Linked DNA regions of Gasterosteus aculeatus: region 2 is linked to region 1. The links are chromatin contacts, called in public Hi-C maps. All regions are on one chromosome and are shown on one strand. Each heading gives the region's core, a stretch centred on a gene start, on an enhancer-like site or on the middle of the called end of the contact. The rest is flanking DNA. Distances are from core to core; before and after follow the strand shown. Region 1 has its middle 25 kb from the start of pax3b. Region 2 has its middle 12 kb from the start of pxylp1.

Evidence for each region. Hi-C and Micro-C count contacts between places; a contact is called where the count stands out from the background.
Region 2: a contact with region 1 is called in a Hi-C map of skeletal muscle, with 7 times the contacts expected there. The contact joins two enhancer-like sites. A contact is called at or near these places in 3 of 6 Hi-C or Micro-C datasets (skeletal muscle and whole body).

Annotation. Positions count from the first base shown.
Region 1 is chr1:2,144,836-2,147,394 of fGasAcu3.hap1.1, forward strand. No RefSeq gene overlaps it. Among protein-coding and RNA genes, the nearest start is that of pax3b, 25 kb to the left of the region's middle. Within about 2 kb of position 1,271, at least 2 of the 9 cell types and tissues checked have open chromatin away from gene starts, as enhancers often do.
Region 2 is chr1:2,342,647-2,345,205 of fGasAcu3.hap1.1, forward strand. No RefSeq gene overlaps it. Among protein-coding and RNA genes, the nearest start is that of pxylp1, 12 kb to the right of the region's middle. Within about 2 kb of position 1,270, at least 1 of the 9 cell types and tissues checked has open chromatin away from gene starts, as enhancers often do.

The DNA.
Region 1 (2,559 bases), core at 21-2,520:
GCGCAGCCAAGAACAAGCAGGGATTTCGTTGAGCAGATTGACAGAAGCAAATGTAAATCACGGCCGACGTTTCACGGGTGGGGAACTGCCCATAATCAGAGAAATACAGCGTCCCGGCGGAGCTGGCCTGTCGGATGGGAGAGCGGTGGGAGGCGGGAGGAGGAGTGTTTTTTTCTTTTTTTCGGAGAGGTATGTGATGTAAAGCGGTGGAAGCGGGACGGCAGCTGAAGCTGTCCAGCGCCCATGAATCAGGCTGAGGCACCGTGAAGCAGCGGCCCTCATAGGAGCCAGATGGGCCCTCGGCTCAACACTGGCAGGGATGAAGGAACACACACACACATACACACACACACGCTTGTGTGCACTGCAGATACAAACCTGAGAATGTGAGCAAAAGCAACACGCACATTTAATATAAAACAGCTTGGATTTGGAAGCGTGGAGTGCGCATAAACTACGCAAACTGACAGGAACAATTACAAACGGGGCTGAAGGCGACTCTTTGCTGTCCTGCTCCTAAATGGTGGAACGAGCTCTCTGATGACATCAGGACCGGCGAGAACCTTCACATCTTCAGACTACAGACCCACCTCTCCAGACTCCACCGCCACTAAAACACTAACAAACTGTAGCACTTAAATAGTACTTGTAATGTCTCTTATCTGTAACAAGTTGTAGATCGGCCTGTTTGATGAAATTGCACTTTCTTGTTTCTTGCTCTTCTGGGTTTGTCTCTTTATGGTTGAAATGCACTTATTGTCGCTTTGGATAAAAACATCAGCTAAATGACCTGTGATGTAATGTGATGTAAAAGGCGCACATGTGGCATTAATAAGTTACGGCGTGATCAAAAATGTTGGTTAAATAATTTAGAGTTTGATATAAAGCTTTGGACTTTATACTTACATTTATTACTCACAACTTTTTTTCCTTTCTTTGCTCTCGGTAACATTTAATCCTAAATGTTGCACACATGATTTCTCCATTAATCAACGCCGATATTGCAATGAGAGGTGTGACCAGGCCTGTGTGGCTAGCTTGTGCACCAGTTTGTTCAGCGAGTCAGCAATCTATTTATTAATACATAATGTCAAATATTCAACAATAACAAACACCTCTAGAGTTTCACTTTGCGCTGAGTTTAAACACTTTTAGTGCATTAGAAAAAGCACAGAAACGACACTCAGAACATCATATATATATATGAAAGTTGAAAGTTGGTTCACACGAGACCAGAAAGAAGAGGCGACATCAGCAAAGACAAAAGGAGGTGCAACCGACCCGCGGCCCTGTGATCGTCCGAGCAGGTCAGCGCTTCAATGGGGCTTGAAAAGTGTGTGTTTGCCGCGATGAATGGTTTCCCAAAGCCCATCATCCCTGTCTGCTCCACTTAAGTTAGACAGACTGTGACTGATTTCCAACCCGCGGTAAACCCGCGTGATCCCAGTTTACGGGCCACAAAAAGGGGAAGACGAGCCGAGGAGGCCGCGGCGCGTCTTTTTATGGACTCGGGGTGATTGTGGAGCTTCGCGTCTCCAGGACAAAGGCGCGTGGTGTCGGCTGTTTGTCTACACGCATTTATAGGTTTCCTCACAATTAACGCCAACAAAAAGAAGCTCCGTGACTCTCTTTTGCTCAGTCAGCTCGGATGTTGTTAACCAGCGATAATAATTTAAACTGAATATTTTTTCAAATGACCGCGTGCGTAAAATATGCAATAAACACACCTGGCTTTGTGACCATGTTCGTAAACGCTGGCGCTGATTATCATCTGTCACATTCAACGGGGCACGAGTTGATATAAACAATAAATCCAATCCAAGAGGAAAGTAAAGCAGACGCCGATGATTATAACCAGAAAGAAAAATGAAACCTTTCGGGGGGGAAGAAGCTGAGTGACATCGATCAGCTGCTCAGCCTCCAACACGTCAAACTGAATTAAAGTCTGCAAACTAATTAAAATTCCACTTCTCCGAGGAGGGATTCGTGTTCTTCTCAAGTCGTGCCTATAACTTCAGCCCAGACAACACAGATGTTTTGACAAACTGCAAACACGTCGTTGTGATTTCTCCTTCAGTTCAATGGAAACGCTGATTTCATTCAGCTTAATACACAGAAGTATTCGAGTCACTGACGTCCACTCGATGCGCATCCAAGTGTAGCGGCCGACTTCAGCCCGTTACGCTCAAATTCCAACGGGATTTCCACCCGGCGCCGCCTTCAGGGACCGTCGGAAACAATGCAGTCACATGTTCGGCTGACGCAGCTGACCCGAACGCAGTTAACTACAATACTGAAAAAGAGTTTTTTAACTTATTTTCCCCCTTTCTGTCTCTTTTTGAGTAAATTTCTATTTTCTTCTTATGTGTAATGAATGTTCGTCATATACATATTTAGGAGCTTAATGCAGGTTTACCCGAATGCGTTTTACTTTTGAATGATAAATAAATAAAATTCATTTGATATTTTTTAAACTAATTTAAATTTAGATGGTAAAATACCAGCAATTATTTAAAGCACCCAAATGTGCAGCGTCCTGCATCGATGGCTTGGGGATAG
Region 2 (2,559 bases), core at 20-2,519, 200 kb after region 1:
CCTTCCGTTGGGGTACCTGGCACAGGTGTTGTCGTCTCCTTGTGACAAACAGCCACATATCGAGAAGCAAGAACAGGATCGGCTGTACGTCCTCCATTGTGGTTTGCGGTTAGCTTTCAGTTTTCGCGCAATCGAATGACGTCAATCTACTTTCCGTCATATACCGCGCCTATCAAGTGACGTTATCACTACTTTCTCGAATACACCACGCCTATCAAGTAAGGGTACTGTTGGCGGTGGAAACGCTCGCCAAACCATGGTTAACAGACCCGACCCGTACCGTACCGCTCGGTGGAAACGCGCCATTAGTAAATGATGGTCCATTTACAGTCAAACAGACCATAAAGAGGGAGGTTGCTTTAGGGCGGGGCATCTATGATTGACAGGGTGTTTACCTAGCACACACACACATACGGCGTCTCAACGTCACTTCTTAGCCGTCCATATATTGGTCTATTCACAGGTTTCAAACCGTAACCCAAAATGGCGACCACCTTAATCCAAGATGGCGATGGCCAAAACAGCGGCCCACAAACCGGTGGGTGACGCCATGTTCACTACGTCCACTTCTCATATACGACGTGGCATCTACAGGGAAACCGCACACGCTGCCAGACAGGAAAATTGCTACAGGGCCGCGTGCAGAAAGGCGCCAAGGCACAAACTGCTCTTTCATTGAGTGTGTGTCTGTGTGTGTGTGTGTTGTGATGGACGACCGGTCTGAACGAGGCCTTGATAGAGGAACGAGACAGTAATAAGCAAACTCAATTAGCCCGGCTGTGAGCGTCTGTGTGGCGCGAAGCCTCCGGCCCGTCACTTACAGCGAGAGGAGACTCATAAATCCTGATTATTTTAGCTAACGAGAACTCGCTCCCATCTCAATGAATCACAGGTGAGTGCATCGGCGAGAAGCATCACGCGGGCCGGGGTGAACGCACACTCGCACGGGGGGGCGCGTGCACGCCTGGCACAACCGGGTTATTGGCTTAAGCAAAGAGGTTAATAAAGCCGAAATACCTGGGAACACCCCTTAGACCCCGAAGAACACGCAGACGGACTTTTGGTCTCCTCTCTCACCTCGTCTCCCAAAAATGCCGCATGGGCTGAGAAAATCCGATCGACAAGATTGGAAGATGGTGAAATATCGTGGATTTGTTTGTCTTATTGTAATTTATATGAAGCTTTGCGTGATTTGTTTGCTATGTTGTGAATGACGAGTTCAAATACAAACGCTCTGTCAGCTTCTGTGACCGTGTTCAAAAGCGACGTTAGCTTACATCCTCCGAATGGACGCAAATAGTGAGCCCAGCTCTGTCAAAGGGTTACCGCCGTATCAACATGTAGCTTATGTGTCTTATCTGTACTAAAACCAGGGGGTTTGAAGGGTTTATGTCTTCTGTCTATATTATTTCTTGGCTAACGGGTTAGCAATGCAACCACACAGGAGCTACGCTTTGGAGACTGTTTGACTTTTTAATGCAAAGCTATTCTACGCAGCTCTCAGCAGTGGCTTTTTTTATGTATATGCGCGGGAGCGGTTTAAATCTCTTCCTCTTAATTTGTCCAACGGTTGTGTCTTCTGTGTGGAAATACACTCACTTCAACGTACTCTCGAACCGGCTCCTTTCTCACGAATCGGTGGACCGGAGCCTCGAGAACACTCCGGCGTGGGAAGCAGGAGTCGTCTCAGCGGTGACGTTAGCTTGACTTAAACACAAAGAACTGTGGTTTTAGGGAGAGAGCGCGGAGGCTAACGTCAAACCGTAGACCACAACCTCTCCCCGTCTTTCATCTTTGTTTCTCCTCAGCGTTTGACCACAACTACTGTCTGAGCTGTCAATCATCTCTCATTCACACGCACGCTGCTGCTACAGAAGCTGCACAACGCCGGCGTGTTTGGACATCCACAGGCGGGACCTTCAGAGCCGGACAGGGTCAAGCGGACATTGTTCTGGAGAAGACACAAAGGCGCACACACACACACACATTCGCCTTGATCTGTCTTCACCCTTCTCTCTCTCTCTCACACACACAGTCTGAGAGCAATGGAGGACTCTAAAGCCGGAGGCGGCGGGACAACATCAAAGATTGAGGGAGTTGAATGCGCGGGAGGAAATTGCTGCTCCACCGCGGCGCGGCGGGATGACATCAGAGGCGGGGGGTGTCGGCTCCCGACGTCATGGCCCTACGTGGGGAAACGAACCGGGGGGAAGGTTCTGGCGTGACCGAGGGAAGTTTGGGAATACATTTGCATTGCTTTAAGCGCTTTGACTCGACTTGGGGATTGAGATGTGAACCGGAGTTCAGGCCGTGACTCATGTTTCTCCACGCAGACGTTCAGGGGCGGTCCCGGGACGTGTGCGTTGGCACTTTTTTGTATGAATTTAGCGGTTTCATTACACAGTTTTTCTTCTGTACAACCTCCACGACGACATTTTGTAATGAAAGCATCGATTGTGTTGCCATTTGTCAACAAGAAAAAAACGCTGCCTACCGCCAGGACGAATACAACATCCATATGCTGCCAGTGTAATTTACCAAATCACCGTTGTTATTACT